2 separate regions of the Hordeum vulgare genome follow, and region 1 is linked to region 2. The links are chromatin contacts, called in public Hi-C maps. All regions are on one chromosome and are shown on one strand. The core of a region is the stretch at or near the end of the contact, and the rest is flanking DNA. Distances in the headings are between cores, read along the strand shown. Region 1 holds the start of LOC123443303 (receptor-like protein kinase HSL1). Region 2 holds the start of LOC123443302 (triose phosphate/phosphate translocator TPT, chloroplastic).

Region 1 (3,328 bases), core at 698-3,197, 810 kb before region 2:
ACCGGCAAGTCACCCAGCTCCGGTGGTATGGCTCCGGTAAAGCCATTGTCGGCAAGGTTGAGCTCGCTAAGCTGCTTCCAAGAACGGATTCCCCGGAGCAACTGACCAGATAGCGAGTTGTTGTGGAGCACGAGCCGGCCGAGCTCCGCGAGGCTGCCAAGAGACGAGGGAAGAGGCCCTGAGAGCATGTTGCCGTCTGCCGATAGCTCGTACAGCTTGGCGACGGATCCAATTTCCGAGGGGATGCTCCCGGTTAGCCGGTTGTTGGAGATAACCAGCTTGGACAGGTTGGCCGCGCCGGCGATGACAGGGGAGATCTCCCCGGCAAGCTGGTTGTCGTTGAGCTCCAGAAGCGCCAAGTGCGGCAGGCCCCAGACCGCGCCGGGCACATCGCCGTCGAGCCTATTCTTGGAGAGCCGCACCCGTCGCAGCCTATGGCATCGCCCGAGCCCCTCGGGGATGCGCCCGGTAAGCGCATTATTGAGCATCAACAGCTCCTCCAGCTCGCCGCGGTCGCATATGCCCCTTGGGATCTCGCCGGAGATGGAGTTGTCGGACAAGTCCAGGCACACCAGTGGCGTGTTCTTACCGAGGTCGGCCGGCAGCGTGCCGTTCAGCCGGTTCGAGAACAGGCGCAGCTCAACGAGCGAGGACGCCTTCGCCGCGGAGTCCGGCACGGGCCCCGTGAGCGAGTTCAAGTACAGGTGCAGGCTCTCCAGCTTTGGCGCCTCGAACAGGTCATCCGGGATGGCGCCACCGAGGCGGTTCATGGAGATATCTATGCTCCTGAGCTCTGCGAGCTTGCCGAATCCCTTCGGGATTGTGCCGGAGAGCGAGTTGTTGTACAGCTCGATCTGAACGGCGCTTGTCAGACCGGCAAGCCCCGGTGGTATCGGGCCGGTGAGCGCGTTCAACGACAGGTCGAGGTCGGTGAGGTTGGCGAGCCGGCCGAGAGACGCCGGGATGGAGCCGACGAGGTTGCAGCTGGCGAGCCAGAGCACGCGCAGCGCGGTGAGGTCGCCGAGCTCGGCCGGCACTGGACCGGGAGCGAAAGGGTTGTAGGACATGTTGAGCTCCCGGAGCGTGGAGATGCGGCCGAGGAACGCCGGGACCTCGCCGCCGAGCAGGTTGTTGACGAGCGAGAGCGACTGGAGCTTCTTGAACGTGCCGAAGGAGTCCGGGATGGGCCCGGAGAAGTTGTTGGCCTCGAGGCTGAGGTAGACGAGCTCCGGGAGCTCGGCTAGCGCGTCGGGGAGCGGCCCGACGAGCGTGTTCATATACAGGTCGAGGCGCACCAGCGCCTTGCATCCGGCGACGGCCTTGGCGATGTCGGGGCCGATGTAGTTCTCCCTGAGGTTGAGGGACTGGAGCCGCGGGAGGCGGCAGAGCGCGGCCGGGAAGGAGCCGGTGAGGTTGGCGTTGGGGAGCGAGACCTCCGTGACGGCGCCGTCGACGCAGGAGACGCCCGTCCAGCCGCAGGGCGTGGCGTCGCGGGGGTTCCAGTCCGCGAGCGCGGAGGCGGTGAGCGCGCGCTTGGCGTCAAGCAGGTAGAGGCCGTCCTGGTTGAGCCCGAGCGCCGGGGTCACCATCAAGGCGGCATTGGCCGCCACGGCGAGCAGCAGGAGGGGGAGGAAGGCGGCCATGGTGGTCTCGTCTCGGCTGCGTCGGCGATGGGACGGTTCTTTGGCTGGGCGCGCTCGAGGTGCGTCGGGGTCAGAAGAAGGACGGCGACATGGGCGTCGGCATTGGCGACGGCGAGTGTGCGGGGGGGACGAGTTGGTGGGTGCTGTTATTGAGATGGAGATGGATGGGGGAGAGGACAAGCGAGGCGAGTGGGGGTAGCTGAGCAAGCTGAGCAGAGCAGAGCAGAAGCGAGCTGAGCTGAGGCTGAGCACGCACAGTTTACTAGGCGGAGACCCGGTATCGAGTAGAGTGGGGGAGTGGATGGAAGCTGTCCATTTTAAAACGTTTTCGTTCTTGGGAGGGGAATCCCCATCCTCGGCGAGGAGAGGCAAAATCCACAAAATTGACCCGTAAACGAAACAAATTCACAAACTAAATTACGTTTAAAATAAATTCATTCAGTCGATCCTTTTATGTGGCGTCCGACAGTCGGACGTCACACTACACTATGTAACGCCTAGCATATGGGCATTGCACTTCTTGCCAACGTGACACCCGGGGCTACACTACTGATTATGTGGCGCCTAAGAGTAAGGAGCCACACTACATTGTGTGGCGCCTGACTGTAAGGAGTCACACTATCTTATATTAAAACTGATGTAACTTTTAATCCGTACATCCGATGAAAACGTGCCGTATATGAATATTGTGTAACTTTTCGTGTTCTATGCAATGATGACATTTTCAGCTATATTAGGATTTTTTTAATGAAAAATATGTTATAAAAATACATCATAATATAACTAACCATATTTTTAAGACTTAAATTTGACATGATGATTGCCATTGACCTATAACTCTTATGTATTTGAATCCTACATGAGTTTTGCACTACATAATGTGTACGTCCAGTCATGCATATGCTTTCCATGTTAGTCATCTTTAACATGTTCATGTCTTGCATCTAAGTGACTAACATGATATAAATAAAATTTCATTACAGAAAGCTACATTTTATGAGATCCATAGTAAATCTAGTGAAAGAAGACCCAGTATGTCTTGAGCAAGAAGAATCACGAAGCCCATCAATCCATCACATGCAGCATGTCTTGTGTTTTTGTTTGTCCCCTTACATATTGTAATATATAGGATAACACGTACCTTGCAAAATTCAAAAAAGGCTTCTCTGAGTAAAAACCAAGATTTTAGTCGGAGAAGCCTTTTTTGAATTTTGATTTTAACTCCGAGAAGATAACACGTACCTTGGTTGAAGAAAAACCAAGGTATTGCCCCGAAATTCTATGCGAACCAATGAGTCTGCGATACCGCTATTCTGCGGGAAATTCTATGGTCTGCATACTTATGTGACAGAATTAAGAGATGCTTCTGTATGACGGTGTTCATAATTACATACCAAGTGTCATATTGTCTGGACAAGTTGCAATGAGGCTTCAAGATGTAGTACTAAACTAGTTTCGTCGCGGTTACAATGGTCTTGCACAAGTTGGACCAAACTAGTTAGGTTAATTATCAAATTATTAGGATATGTACTGTAAAAACTCCAGAAAATTTGATAGGCTCGTGTATAAATTTCTCTTCACCACTCTGTCACATACAGAGTCTGACTCAAATATTGTGTACATACATCCGATGTAATATACTTTTTTTGAACCGGGCTTTCCCCCTTTCCATAATAAAGCATAAC
Region 2 (3,509 bases), core at 612-3,111:
TATTGCTCTAATCCTATAGATCACCGTTCACACCCCCGACAGAAAGTGTGTCGATTGAATCGGGTGTGAGTTTAAAGGTGTACTACAAAATCGTTAAGTCAAATCATATGGCTGGAATCGATCTTTTCAAATACTAAGACACAATCAAAGCAAACCCAAACAACCTCCTATAGTTTTGTTTATGGGCGTTGCTACAAATCAACCGGTCGATTTCCCGAGGAAATCAGCCGAGTTGGCAGCGGTACGATCAGACGCTTTCAGCCGCACAATCAAACGCTCCCATGACAGCACCGCACAACGACTCCATGGCAGCGCTGCGCAACATCGATTGGCCCGACGATGCTCCATCGCAGCACTGACGATGCTTCATTGCAACCCCATCGAAGCTTCACCGGCTCGGGCAACGCTTCATTGCAACTCCGATGATGTTTCACTGCAGCGCGTAGCCGCCGCGGCGGGTTCCATCGCAGCAGCCGACGACCGCCGGCGATGCTTCACTGCAGCGCGCAACCGACACGACTGGTTCCATCGCAGCACCCCGACAACCTCCGACGAAGCTTTACTACAGCGCCACCGTCGCGCGGCGGTGCTCCGTCGCTACACTAACCTCCTCGAAGCTCCATCGGCACCCGGGCCGCCGGTGAAGTTTCCCTGCAGCGCGGCCACCGACGCATGGTGCTCCATTTCATCGCGGCGGGGTGTTGCGACGAAGCACGCGACGGCGGTGTCGAATTGATGTGGAAGCTATTACGCGCTGGGCGACTGCACCGAGCTGTGCGTGCTGGACCTGTCCAAAAACCGGCTCACCGGCGGCATCCCCGATGAGGTCTTCGGACTCCAGAAGCTCATCAAGCTGCTCCTGCTCGGCAACGCGCTGTCGGGGCTGCTTCCTCCGAGCGTCACCAACTGCGTGTCGCTGGTCCGGGTCCGGCTCCGGCTCGGTGAGAACCAGCTCGTCGGTCGAGATACCCAGGGAGATTGAAGCTGCAGAACCTGGTGTTCCCGGATCTGTATTCGAACAGGTTCACCGGACACCTTCCCGCCGAGCTTGCCAACATCACGGTGCTGGAGCTGCTCGACGTGCACAACAACAACTTCACAGGACACATCCCTCCGCAGTTCCCCGCTGTCGTCGGGGAAGAAATGTGAGCAGAGGAAGGAGATAAGGTTGGAAGGAAAAGCGGTGAATGGACCATGCCAGGTGTCACGTGGAGAGGAGGCTTACGTGAGTTTAAAATCATCCGATTGATTCTAATGCTTTTCCTTTGTTTATTTGACACATTTTAACTAGTGCACGCATTAAGGTAATCACAGCGGTAAAAATATAGAGTAAACAAACAGCTTACTCCCTCCGCATTAAAGTATAAGAGTCGTCTTACATTTTGTCACAAAGGTTGTAGTACGTACATTTTTAAGACAGAGGAAGTATATTCGTTTAAATATACCAAGTAAATGAAAATGAAGGGAGTTATATGAGCAGCAAAATGTCCCATAGCTTTCAAGCAGGAGACTGAGATTCCCGTGCCACGAGCTAACAATAACAATTAGAGTAACAGGCATAAAAATGGTTACATTTCCCAGCCGGAAACAGCAGCCTCTGGATCTTCTCCGGGCATTGTGTGGACGCCGGCCACTACTTTCCAAGCACGGCCTCACGAGCATCGCGTCGCGTCGCCGTCCGATTTCGCCCCTGGAAAATATCGCCCTTCCCGTCCCGGTCCAAAACCTTCTCCCATTTCGCGCAGCGGGGCCGCGCGCGGACGGCGACGTCCGCCCCGCCCGACCCGACCCCGTCCTCTCCTCTCGTCTCGTCTCCTTCCCCAAACTCTATCAACAATCGCAGCGGCCTATCCTCCCCCGCGCGCGTCTCCGCCACCCAAATCCCTCCGCTCCCACCCATAAACTTATCCAAAACCGCCCGCCCCATCCCCGCTCCAGCCCCCGCGCACAACGCGATCGCCCCAGACTCCCCGCGCTGCTGCAGCAATGCCGGCCCTCGGGACGCTCTCCGCCGGCGGCGCCGCCGCCGGCGTCGCCGGCCTGCTCCGCCTCCGCCGCGGCCCCGCCCTCGCCTCGCCCCTGCCGGCCGCCGCCCGCGCCGGCGCCGTCCACGACGGCGCCCAGCTCGTCTGGGGCCGCCAGCTCCGCCCCGCCCTCGTCCTCCCCGCCGGCCTGCTCCCGCTCCAGGCCTCCAAGAGGCTCACGCTCCGCCCGCCCGCCGCCTCCGCTGACCCCGCCGGGTGAGTGATCATTCCGTGGCGCCACGTGCGTCTCCACGCTGGAAGCTTCTAGAAACTCCTCTGGCCGGCCGTTTTGTTTAGTTACATACTGCAGTTGGTTTCCTCGCTCCCACGCGCCGCACAGAAAAATAAATTCAGCCACATTTGCGCTGCTGCACATGCTAGCGGCACGACTTCAAATATTCTGGTCCCACCTGCAGCCACATTGATCGCTGATCGGTGGGGCTCACAGCGCCGAAATCCGTGCCCTGTGCCTGATACTGGACTTGGGAGCGCACTTATAACAATCTTATTACTTTCTGACTGACTGTGGTTATTGTATAATAGGGAGGCCAAGTCGGCAGGGTTGCTGGAGAAGTACCCTGCAATCACCACCGGCTTCTTCTTCTTCATGTGGTACATTCTCGCTGCCTCACTCAACACGCCCACCGTTTGGCTTGATCGATCTTGCAGTGATTTTATTCAGCTAATTTGTGCATTCTGCCGCAAGTGATCCTGCAGGTACTTCCTGAACGTGATATTCAACATCCTCAACAAGAAGATCTACAACTACTTCCCCTACCCATAGTAAGTGTGTTGTCTGCATCCTTGCCTTTTGTTTCGAAACGATGAAGATCAGCGGCCTCACTGATCTTGCTTTCAGTTCTTGTGCCTGAGTTGCAACTTACACTGGAAATGGCACTGCTGGTTGCAGCTTTGTCTCCGTGATCCATCTACTTGTGGGGGTCGTGTACTGCCTCCTCAGCTGGGCCGTTGGTCTCCCGAAGCGCGCGGTAACTCTAACCGCCTTGCTGTAGTGTTGTGTTTTCTTTGGGAATTCACACAGTGGGCAGAATGGTCCTCAGTTGATGGGCCTCCTGTAAATTCATAAAAGTACAACGGCCTCACTGAGACTGTAGTATTTCATTTAAAGTTCATAAATATTGTTCAACTGATAGGCTTCCTGTAAATTCCATTATAATGTTGCACTCATGGATCATATGTCACTGCCATGTTTAAGCATCTGTATAAAATGTAGGAAATCTTATAATTTCATGTTTCATAAAAGAATTGCAGTTGTTAAGTAAATTGTACAGACCCTTTATTTCAACCGTAAAGGTAATCTGTTGTTGTTTGTGTGGTCAATAAGCTTCAACTAAACTTGATCCACACCCTTCATCTTTTCATACATTAGAAAAGTCTGTGTCCATTAATTAGAATAGCATGCCTCTAAATTGACAACATATTAGAAGAATTTATCATATCAATAGCTGCTTCTTATCAAGGCCA

The links. A called contact is a pair of places that touch in the nucleus more often than the background predicts.
Region 1: a contact with region 2 is called in a Hi-C map of seedling, with 7 times the contacts expected there. The contact joins the promoter of LOC123443303 here to the promoter of LOC123443302 in region 2. A contact is called at or near these places in 2 of 6 Hi-C or Micro-C datasets (leaf and seedling) and 1 of 1 datasets of contacts at active chromatin or transcription factors (embryo).

What each region holds. Positions count from the first base shown.
Region 1 is chr3H:148,832,447-148,835,774 of MorexV3_pseudomolecules_assembly, reverse strand. LOC123443303 (receptor-like protein kinase HSL1) reads right to left here and starts at 1,947. Exons shown (of 2, transcript XM_045119640.1): 1 at 1-1,947. The coding sequence starts at 1,643.
Region 2 is chr3H:148,017,396-148,020,904 of MorexV3_pseudomolecules_assembly, reverse strand. LOC123443302 (triose phosphate/phosphate translocator TPT, chloroplastic) reads left to right here and starts at 1,861. Exons shown (of 12, transcript XM_045119639.1): 1 at 1,861-2,240; 2 at 2,568-2,636; 3 at 2,742-2,807; 4 at 2,935-3,013. The coding sequence starts at 1,987.